2 separate regions of the Mus musculus genome follow, and region 2 is linked to region 1. A link is a contact called in public capture Hi-C data. All regions are on one chromosome and are shown on one strand. Each heading gives the region's core, a stretch centred on a gene start, on an enhancer-like site or on the middle of the called end of the contact. The rest is flanking DNA. Distances are from core to core; before and after follow the strand shown.

What was found. Capture Hi-C pulls out chosen DNA fragments and counts their contacts.
Region 2: a capture Hi-C map of embryonic stem cells shows a contact between it and region 1, with 3 times the contacts expected there. The contact joins two enhancer-like sites. A contact is called at or near these places in 1 of 115 datasets of contacts at active chromatin or transcription factors (embryonic stem cells) and 1 of 9 other capture datasets (embryonic stem cells).

What each region holds. Positions count from the first base shown.
Region 1 is chr6:64,647,795-64,654,016 of GRCm38.p6, reverse strand. The region is part of intron 14 of Grid2 (glutamate receptor, ionotropic, delta 2); the gene reads right to left. Among named protein-coding and RNA genes, the nearest start is that of Gm35851, 78 kb to the left of the region's middle. Within about 2 kb of position 1,261, at least 9 of the 459 cell types and tissues checked have an H3K27ac peak or open chromatin away from gene starts, as enhancers often do. A contact at or near this core is called in embryonic stem cells, where this site is marked.
Region 2 is chr6:65,268,668-65,274,205 of GRCm38.p6, reverse strand. No RefSeq gene overlaps it. Among named protein-coding and RNA genes, the nearest start is that of Qrfprl, 110 kb to the left of the region's middle. Within about 2 kb of position 3,230, at least 3 of the 459 cell types and tissues checked have an H3K27ac peak or open chromatin away from gene starts, as enhancers often do. A contact at or near this core is called in embryonic stem cells, where this site is marked.

The sequences.
Region 1 (6,222 bases), core at 12-2,511:
CAGTATTTTCCTATAAGTGCTCTGACATGGCTAAAGCCTTCCGCCAGTGTTCCAACAGTCCAAGGGCATCCTTGACCAAGATCAAGGGTTTAGAATTCAGCAAGATTGTAAAAGCTAAGTCACTCCCTTACACAGGAATTTACCATCGCTTAGGAAGAAGGAAGTTTCAGACCAAAGGAGAAACCAGAATAGATACTATAGCAGAGTTACACCCATACACATATTTACAATGGCCTAAGGGGAAGGTGGACTATACAAGAGACTAAAATAGGAACTATGGCAAGGACGCGAAGCCCTTGACCCTGGCTTCTAAGATTAGTGAATTTTAGGTGGAGCCCTTGTTGATCCCAGCTGTTATCAATGTATTCTATCCTGGGTGGTTCCCGTTAGACCTTTTGTGTTTGCATTCCTCTGTTTTATGTAAGATTCCAGTTACCTCAATTGTACCTTGCGAATATGTCACCCAACTTCCTTATTGTCCTCTGCATAAAAAGTCTGATGCTCGAGTTGTAAAATTACATTCAGATTCCACACAAACTCTCCTGCGTGTGTGTCTGTCATCATCCACGCTTTGCCCACCCGCGTCGAGAGACCCCGTTCCACGCAGACATAGGGACCCAGAAGGTCTGCGGCAATCCACCTTTCAAATGTTGCTCACTTGGAGTGTTGTCATAAGAGGGAGGTGAACTGATGTATTGAAACTATGAAAATGATTGTGGAGAGTAGTAGACTGTCACCATTTGTACCTTCAGAATTCCCAAATATGTACAAGGCCTTCCCAAGGAAAGGGCCCTGTGGTTAGCAACCGTGGTACCCTTTTGGGGACTTATTCTGTGCCAGCTTAGTAAGTGTCCAAGACCTGCAGTGAAGAAAGCCTTATGGTTCTGGGTAGCTCAACCCTCCCCAGGTTTCTTTAATGCATCCTTTCTTATTTTAGCTACCCATCTAAGTCAACACTGTTTTGAGCTCCAGTTTAAGGAGCCCAAGAAGCATACACGTGTGGCAATTGCTGGCAGGGATAAGCCTCATTCAAATACACAATTATGTGATTAAGGATTCTTGCTGGACCCACCCACTATTGCCATTTAAATGATACTGCTAAGAAGCTAGTTTAGAGATTCAGTTGTGTAACATTAATACTGTAGAGATGCCGGAGAGATGACTGGGTGAGCAAAGTGCTCAATGTGCAAGCACGAGGCTTGATTTTGATTCTCAGAATCTAAGGAGGAAAGTCATGCATGCTGGTGGGAGTTATGATCCCAGAGCTGGGGACGGGGAGACAGGTGGCTGTCTGGGTCTCTCTGGTCAGCCAGTCTAACCACCTTTGCAACTTCCAAGCCACCACGTGAGAGACCTTGTCTCAAAGAAACAATTTAGATGTTGTCATGGAAAGGTTGGCTTTTGCTTCCATGCTCATGTGCAAACATGTGTATGAACACAAACACCACCTGAAACAAAGACACACACACACACACACACACACACACACACACACACCAAGGTAAGATTAATAATTTCTAGAGACCTGCTGTACATTTGCCTATAGCTAACAATACCATATTGTACACTGGAGTTCCTGCTAGTAGCATAATGCTAATTTAATGGTTCATTGCATCATAATAGAAACAACACAGTGCCCTTCAGGAATTTGCTTATCAAAAGGCACTAAATAGTCAGAGCATCTTTAGATACCCCAGAGGAGAACTTTAGTTAGCTTTGAAGAAAGAATTCTGCTTTAATTTGTGTTTATAATGAAATATAAAAGAATGTTACAGCAATGTTTGCTCAATGAGAATACAGTTGCCCTTAGTGTGTGTGGAGAATAGTCCTAGGATCCCCCAGTGGATTTCAAAGCTGGAGGAAACTCAGGGCGCTTACGTAAGATGACATGTTGACTACCTAGAACACTCTTTCCCCAGATACACACCATCTGTGGTGTTCTGAGTGAAAATGTCCCCCAGTAGGCTCATGTGATTGAACATTTGACTCCCTATTTGGAGAATCCCTTGGGAAGATTTAAGAGGTGTGGCCTTACTGGAGAAAGTACATCACTGGAGATGAGCTTTTTTTTTTTTTTTTTTTTTTTCCATTTTTTATTAGGTATTTCGCTCATTTACATTTGCAATGCTATACCAAAAGTCCCCCATAGCCACCCACCCCCTCTCCCCTACCCACCCTCTCCCCTTTTATGGCCCTGGCGTTCCCCTGTACTGGGGCATATAAAGTTTGCGTGTCCAATGGGCCTCTCTTTCGAGATGAGCTTTTTAGAGCTTAAAGGCTCATTCCATTCTTCAGTTCTCTTTCTGCTTTGTCCTTGCAATTAAAGCTGGGAGCTCTCCTGCTGTAATGCCTGCTACTTGCTGCCTGCCTCCCTGCTCTGATGGACTCTGATCCCTCTGCAACCAAGAGTCACATAATCCCTCTCATGGTGTTTTATCTCAGCAACAGCAAATTGCTCATATATCACCCCTTATATCCTTTGATTTCCAGTTATATAAAAATCACAGGACCATCTAAATAGTCGTTATGTTGTCCTGTTTAGGGCACAGTGACAAGAAAAAAAAATGAAGTCTCATGAGTTCAGTGCAGACACATCTCTCCTTTTCAGGAAATCTGTGATCTTTAATGACTCCGTGAGCATATGGATACAGAAGACCAAGGACCCCAGCGCTAGCCACGCCCCTCTATCATCACACTGGTCAGTGTCTGGGATGCTGAAGTTTCTTCCACGGTTGCCTGTGACCTGTGACTACTGAGTTTTCTCGAGAAGCCCATTTGCTCTATCCCTGGAGTGCAGGCGGGCATTTATTGGTTGAATATGCATAATTTTGCTATGGCGGCTCTGCTCTCACTCACTGAGGCCGTTTTATAATTTATTCCATTTTCTATGAATCCATCCATCCATGCAATAAATATTTCAGGAGAGACTCATGCCAAACATTCCTTGTGCACAAAATTAATTCCCCACCACGACAGTTCGACTGTTCGTTCAGGCAGAGCGACCTGGCAGGACTTCCAGTGTCTCCACTTTGTGAGGCTTTAGTCCTCTCATTCACAGAGGATCGGATTACAACCTCCTAGCTTTCCCTTAATCACGTCTGAAACCTGTGTTCCATTCACTTATGTTGGCTCACAGCCTCTCAGTGTTTCTTGATATTTGAGGAATATTTTCACTTAGAAACAAATGTCAAACTATACAAATTATACTTCAGCTATTTAAATTCTAATGGGGTTAGATGCAGTCCATGGGAAGACTTTGGTTGTGGAGTTTTAAGTTTGTGTAAGTAAGTGAAGACCACAGGGTAAGGAGAGAATGGAGTGTCCTGTCTGGAAGCCCTTCAAGTTCTGAGAAGCCACAAAGGTCTCTGTACTCGGTAGACCTCACGACGACACAGCTCAGGTGGCTGTGGCACTGTAGCAAGACCCTTGCTTCAAAGATATATGGAGAAATTGAGTCATAGAATTCTCCAGTCACCCACCAGCCACATTCTGAGCATGCCACACCACATTCTAGGTAGGATACAGGCTGGCTCGGGATAGAACACGGTAAGGCTTGTAGACCCGGAATTCTGCACATCCTTCCTATTAAATGCTTCTAGAAGCTCCATTGGAGTCTCATCATACCCCTTTATCATTTAGAAACACTTTATATAAGGAGCAGTTGGAGTAAGGTCAGTAAACTGTAAACTTCTTTCTTTAAAAAAAAAAAACAACGAAATGAATTCGTGTAAATCTTCACAGTACTTTTTTAAGTGGAACTTGAAAGCACACCTAGAGGAGAGTTTCGACGTTTAGATATAAAGTGTGTGTGTGTGTGTATGTGTGTGTGTGAATTCAAGAATCTAACAATAAAATCTTGGGCCTTAGGGAAAGCAGGATTTTCTGTTATGCTAAAGAGTTCCACAAGGTGGCAGTATTGGCTCACACAGGTCTAAGCGTCCCTGCAACCATGGTTTCCTGTGGGCGAGATTAAAACGCAGGAAGCAGACACTTGTGCCATAAACTCCTTTAACTATTAGTCACAAGATTAGCTTCTAGATTGGGATACGCGATTAGATGGCTCAAACCTTTTCTTGAAATTCAGTGAGAAAAATTCTTGCCATTTTAAAGGTCAGGGTAATGACAGTCGCATTTTCTTTCGAGGGCCATTGTAAAGAGAATTGAGGAGACCCGCGCATAGCACACAATGGATGGTGCTATCTTGCTTGGGACGTGGGAGGAGAGTGCAGCTTGAAAGCTAGGTTAGATCGTCAGAGTGCTTGTGTGTGTGTGTGTGTGTGTGTGTGTGTGTGTGTGTGTGTGTTTACTCTCTGTCGCTTGAGCATACACGTGCGTCCAAGCGAGCGCGTCTGTTGTTTTTTTTTTCAGACCAGTTCTGGCATATTCCTCTTCATTAAGAATACGCGAATAAAATAATCACAGGAGGCAGAGGGAGGGAGGGATCTGGGTGGGAGAAGGAAGGGTGAGGGGAAAAGGGGAATATGATCAGGTATGGGATTATGGGGGACAAGAGAGAAGTCCTGAGGGCCAGCAGGGTGGAAATATGCAACCTCCGGGGTGGGTGGGAGGTGAAAGTACCTCTAGAGGGTAGGAGAGAACTGGGAGGTGAGAGACCTTAGATGAAATGCCCTTCAGTAGAAAGACAGGTCATCAAGTGGAGGAATGGGGTTGCCATCCCACAGTCAAAAATTCTGACCCAGAATTGTTCCTGTCAAAAAGAACTGCAGGGACAAAAAAGGAGAAGAGACTGAGGAAAAGCAGGTATAGTGACGGCCCAACTTGGAATCCAGCTCAAGGAGAGGATTCAAGGCCTGATTCTATTACTGATGATGCTATGCTGTCTGCTTACACACAGGAGCCTAGCATGGCTGACCTCTGAGAGGGCCAACAAGCAGCTGACTGAGGCAGATGCAGATTTTTACACCCAATGATTGGACTTAAGTCGGGGACCATGTGGTTGCATTAGAGAAAGGCTGGAAGAAGCTGAGGAGGAGGGCAACCCCATAGGAAGACCAGCAGTCTCAACTAACCTGGACCCCAGAGATCTCTCAGACACTGAGCCATCTACCAGGCAACATACACGAGCTGGTACTTGGCCCTGACACATATACAGCAGAGGACTGCCTGGTCTGGCCTCAGTGGGAGAAGATGCACCTAACCCTTGAGAGACTGGAGGTCCCAAGGAGTGCAGAGGCCTGGCCTGGTGGGGGAGGAGTGGAGACATCCTCTTGGAGACAGGTGGGAGGAGGAATGGGATGAGGAACTGTGGGAGGGGGGACCCGGAGGGAGGCAACGACTGGACTGTAAACAAATAAAAGCAATAAAAAATTGCTATTGTTACTATTACTACATACTTTTTGTTTCGAATTGCTAGAAATTCAATAAAAGGAATTTCTACTTTAGGATGCAAGGAGAAAAAACAAAAAAGAATACACGATGGACTCACTCATAAGAACATTGCATTTCTTTCCTTTCCCAAGTGTTCAAATATTTGCACGCTCACTGAGCGGCAAAAATATTGGAAGGTTCAGTTTGAAACCGGTTCCGTGCTCAGCTGGGCATCATGAGAACCTTGATGCAAATGAGCAAATTGCAGGAGAAGGCTGGGAAGCAACCGGCCCTCCTTTCATATTCAAATAAAAGCAGTCTGCCTGTTCAGGGCCTTGGAGAAAGAAGCGGTTTGTTCACTTTGAAGATAATAGCTTCATTTCAGTGTGGGGCTTCTCTAACCCATTGATCACTTACCACCTTGAACATCTACTCTAGGCATTGATTTCCAAGATCAATTTATTTGTAAGGAGAGAGGTTTCGGGGTGGTGGTGGTGTGGTGGATGGGAGGTGCGTGCCAATCCCTACCTGCAGAGAACAGCAGGTTATGGGCCTTTCAAGTTTCATGGGAATCATGGCCATTTGCTAAGTTCCTAGGGAGCCTTGATACAATATCTCCGGTTATCTGAGGGGAAAAAATGTCACTTGCCTGCTAAGTCAGTTCTACTAGTCTAGAAACAAACAAACAAACAAACAAACAAACCCTAAACTGAATGCAAGAGTTTTTCATTTTCCTACTTTCTAGAGACAAAAGCTATCATCATGGAAAGGATGACAGACACTGCTCCTCCCCCCTCCCCATCTCATTCCACAGCAGAGGGACACTGACCCAGAGTGGGAATGCCACACATTTTCTGCATTCACTACAGTCTCATTGCTGTCCTGATTGAGTGA
Region 2 (5,538 bases), core at 1,981-4,480, 620 kb before region 1:
TCTAAACAATGACCAAATATGGAGAATTATCATTGCTCTTCATCTATGGAAACATTGCTGGACAATATTTGAAAAACTTGCCCTTCATCAAAACTATTAACCACTCACTCACTGATTTACTGTCGTAGTCTAATATTTCAGCATTATAAAAATTTCATTCTCTGGTCGCCATCTGCTTAACCCTATAAGTAATCCCTGGCAATGGAGTGTATGGGTAGCACACACACAAATGGCATCCATTATGCATATATGGCCACGAGGTCAACTCTAACTGAATCATTCAATATTGTCATACACATTGCAACTTTTATGGTTTTCATCTATTTATTTCTTCATGCAGGACAAATACTGCACTATGGTTTGTATACATTTCTATAAGCTGAAAACACTACAATTATATTTAGTATATCAGTCATAGTAGAAATAATTATAGGCTATGTCTTACTGTGATGGCAAGTTCTCCTTTCAGGAGCAACTGTTACTACAAATTTTATATCAGCTTCCCCTTACGTGCCCTGTGCGTTTAGTCAAGCAGCTCTGAGAATTATCAATTAATAAGACCCCTTAACACTATTCTTTGCCTTTTGTTTTATTCTTCTATTTATTGTCACAGTCTTGGTAATTACTTGCCTTCTACGCATGCATGAAACAAATTGAAATAGCCCATTACAAAGGAGTTGCAATATGGACAAAACCTCATTCCACCCTTTGAAGGGACTAAGTTCAGACCACGCTGACTCCATGACAGGATGCTAACTGACAGTTTGGGAGGCTATGCCTAAGTTTCCCAGAATTGAGAACCTGGATCCAGGAACATTTGGTCAGCCAACCACAGCTGTGGGCAGCCAACCGAAGGACACCTTGTCATTTAGCCTAAAGTAAGAATAGATAGCTAGAATGGGGAAGCAACCCCCTGGGAAGTCTCCAGAGCCTAAGGAACTATAAAATCAGTCAGAACCCTAGAGACAGAGGTAACTAAAAAGCTGGGCCTGCAAGTCCACTAGGCGTCTCCATTCCTGAATGGAGAAACCCAATGAATGCTGAATAAAAGCTCTTTGCTTTTGTATACTATTTGAGTTTGGAGTATCATTCTCTGGAGATTCTTGAACCCTTACACCTTGTTATACTGTTAAAGGTGCTTTGTGCTCTTAATTCTGTTTTTAATTCTCTACCTACTTCTGCCAGTATTATTCTCTCCTGATCTTTTATGAAAATCAGATAATTATGTTTATGCTAATTCTCTTAACATTAAACCATATTTTCTTTTGCTAATGCAATCTTACACTCAATTTATAACGCATTTTATTTTTCATGAAAAACCATACTTTTACATTCCATATATAATTGTGTACAATCACAGGCTGTGTTGGACAGAACCCAGAACCTTTTGCCTGTTAGTAGGTAAGTGCTATACCACTAGGTTCATCCTCAGTCCAATATGCTACAATTAATTAATAAACAAGGACTTGCATTGAGCAAGCTAGGTCAAGCATTTAAAGATGCTTTTGAGGTATTGAGACAACATTCAATTAGGGACCTTCAATGCTCCTCAGAGCACACACACAAAATTACATGCTTTTCATTAACAATTATCCTCAGGTGATAGACAATTCCAGCTGATATGAGTGTCTCCTAGAGTGGAACCCACTTACAAATGGAGATGTGTAACGATGATTCTGAAGACTTGTATCTGGAAAATCACATCAATACCTGCAAAAACAAAAACAAAAGCAAAAGTAAAAACCAGATTTACAATCAGACCTTTCCAGCAAAGAAGAGGAAGGACAGGGAAGAGCTGTGAGTTTGAATACCTTTAGGATCCTGTGCAGCCAGACAGTGGTAGCACACAGTTTTAATTCCAGCACTTGGGTAGGATGCAAAGGCATGTGGATCTCTGTGAGTTCAAGGCTGGCCTGGTCTACAGAGTGAGTTCCAGGATAGCCAGGGCTATATAGAGAAACCCTGCCTTGAAAAACCAAACCAAAAAGTAAGAAAGAAAGAAAGAAAGAGAGAGAGAGAGAGAGAGAGAGAGAGAGAGAGAGAGAGAGAGAGAAGGAAGGAAGGAAGGAAGGAAGGAAGGAAGGAAGGAAGGAAGGAAGGAAAAAAGAAAGAAAAGAGAGGAAAGAAAGAAAGAAAGAAAGAAAGAAAGAAAGAAAGAAAGAACAAAAGAAGGGAAGGAAGTAAAGGAAGGAAAAGAAAGAAAAGCAAAGGAAAGGGAAAGAAAAGAAGAGAAGAGAAGAGAAGAAAAGAAAAGAAAAGAAAAGAAAAGAAAAGAAAAGAAAAGAAAAGAGAATTCTGTACAGTTCTGAGATGGTATCTTGTATTCAGTGAACTGACAAAAACTAAAGGCACATTTCTTTCAGTTTATAAATAAGCAAGTAAGTATATAGGTAGGTAGGTAGGTAGATAGATAGATGATAGATAGATAGATAGATAGATAGATAGATAGATAGATAGATAAGGAAAGAAGGAAAAAGAGAGAGAAAGAAATTTTAGTTGAATTTTAGGGGGAAAGTAAAAGCAACCACAAGACCATGACTTACCAAAAGATGGCCAACGCCTTAGGGAAATGTGCCAGGAATGGGGACATCATCAAAATCCAGAGACAACTGACTTGCCAGTTCAGTAAGGCTGTTCTCCAGAGACCCTTCCATTCAGTGATGAGGACTATCTCAGTTTAAAACACTGGGATACAACTGCTATGCATATGCCAATTCCTATGAATGAAGCCATCTCAGTTTCTAACTAAACTATCCCATTTTTGCCTTACTAGCATCACAAAACTCCAAGCTTCAGGATTTTTCTAAAGCAAACAGCTGTCCTCTTTATTAACAGGTTCTGCACTCATGAATCAAAAACATTAGGGGAAACTGTCTATCTTGAACATGTGCACCCAGTTTAGATAGTGTTTACATTATATTGGTCTTATAGGAATATAAAGATGTTTGAAAAGGATACTTCTAGGTTATGTGTAGATATCTTGCTGTTTGTAACAGACTCACCATCTGTGAATTGTGTATCTAAGGACATCCTGTAACCAGTCTTCAAGAGACTCTGAGGAAGAAACATACCAAAGAACACCCCAGTCAATGGACTAGTTGCTTTTTGTAAAATAGAATACATTGCACTTAGACATAAATTTTCTAATGAACTGTTGGGGTGACCTGCACCTGCACATAGTCTATCAAATGGCTATGTGGGTGTGCTCCTGTTTTTTCAAATGTTAATAGCTGTGCAGGCAGAGGTAAGTACTGGCAGGATACTTAGTATTGTCATTTCTATGGTCCATTACCTGCTTCCTACAAGTAAACGCTTTTCCTTCTTCACCCACTCACTCACTCAATTGATGATTCTCTGAGATTATCATGTTAAAAAGCAAGCTGCCACAGTGAAGGTCACATAGCCCTCAATGCCAAAAGGCAACACAGATTGGTTTAGACTAGATAAATAAGGAGTGTGATTTTTTTTCCAGAATAAAGACCTGGTGCCTGGACCTGGGGCAGATCCACAGGACAGAAGGACAGAAGCAGGAGACAGAAGCATGGCAAGAAGTAAAGCAATGGGATTCACATGGAGAGGTGCTGTGGCAGGGAAGTTGGGTTGAGTCTAGTGGGATAGCTGCAGAACTGCCCCAGCAAACAGGCCAACAGCCTTATACTATGCAGATATTTATGAGTCTTTATTCTTAAATCCCAAACAGGACCCCCAAAGCCCAACAATAATGAGCAATTTTATTAACTTCCTGCCATGTACTCAAGTGAAAAGTTACTCAACGTGTACTTAAGACCTTTACAAGAGAAAAAAAAAAAGGAAGAAAGAAAGAAAAAACTAATATAAAAATTGAGACAAAATGTGTTTTTGGCTTTAAAATCCACAGTGGATTGCTATCTATTTGTATAATATCCAATCTAGTAGGTATAAGGTGATCTCTTTGTAGATTTGATTTGCATTTTTCTATTTATAGAAGTGTATTTTATTTTGAGATTTTGTTTTGAGACAGGGTTATACTATGAAGTCCTGGCTGGTCTGACACTCACAGACTCGCCTGCCTCTTAACTCTCAAACCCTGAGGTTAAGTGTGTGAGCCACTACACCTCACTAGTTTTAGGTCTTTTATTTAATCCATTTTTTAGTATATATAAATATATATGGGTCTATATCCTTTCTTCTGTTTTGGGATTGTTATTTTAAGGAATGTCTATGGAACATTGACAAGGCCTATAATTCAAGCTCTTTAACTGTCAATGCTATACAACCTAGAATCATTTAGGAAGAGAAACTCAATTGAGAAATTATGTAGATCTGGTTAGCTTATGTGCATTTCAAGGGAGGATTTCTCTTGATTGTTAATTGACCTAGCCCACTCTGGGCAGCACTACTCCCTAAATTGGACCCTGAACTCTATAAATGAAGAATCTAATAAGCAATGACTCAAGGATAGATGTGTCACTGAAAAGCCCATTTCACCATGCATGACAACACATGAAAGCTGGATCCAGAGAGTTTCCTGTATAGCTTGCTGGTAGCTTAGCTATGCCTGCTCTCTCCAGCAGTTGTTGCCCTGGTGGAAGAGTCTTGTGAGTCTTGTAAGCTTTGGAGACTTCCAAAGTCTTAACATTTTTGTTTATTTCTTAAAACTTGTAAGTTTGCTTTACTGCCTGAGTTAATGAGCCTCTAACTAAAAGTAATATTTCAATTTAGAGGAAGTTGCCAGACAACAGAGATCTTTCTGTTAAACTGTATAATCTTTAATTAAATTTATTATGCTTCATTGTGTTTAGTAGATAGATCCCATAGAAATAAATGACTTGTTAAACAGTTACTTTTTCTATTATAAGTGACTTTGTCATCTTAATGTCTTAATTTGTTGTATATTGAAATGTGTACATATGTATGTGCATGTGCATTTTTGTTGCTAAGAATTGGGCCCAGGGTTCAATACTCTGACACTAAGCAAGAGTCCCTGCTGCTGGGTTTTTTTTTTAAACTTTATTTATTTATTTACTTACTTACTTACTTACTTACTTACTTACTTACTTACTTACTTGTTTGATTTTTCGAGACAGGGTTTCTCTATATAGCCCTGGCTGTCCTGGAACTCACTTTGTAGACCAGGCTGGCCTCGAATTCAAAAATCCGCCCGTCTCTACCTCTCAAGTGCTGGTATATAAGGCGTGTGCCACCACCGCCTGGCATAACTTTATTTTTTATTTATCAGTTCTTACTAGGTTTTTGTTGCTGTGGCTAGTATCTTTAGAATATATCTATGTAAGATAACAGGCTTGGATGAGGATGTGGAAAATGGGGAACTCATGGGCTAGTGGCACTAATACAGGTTAGTATAGGCATTATGGAAAATAACATGAAATTTCCTCATAAAACTTAAAGCAGAGCTACCACATGAAGTACAGTACAGAAACCTACTTTTGAATATTTTCCCAGATTAGTTGAAATCACTGTAGCAAAGAGACATCTGAGCTTCCACTAACACAGTCATGGGGTATGTATGTATGTATGTATGTATGTATGTATGTATGT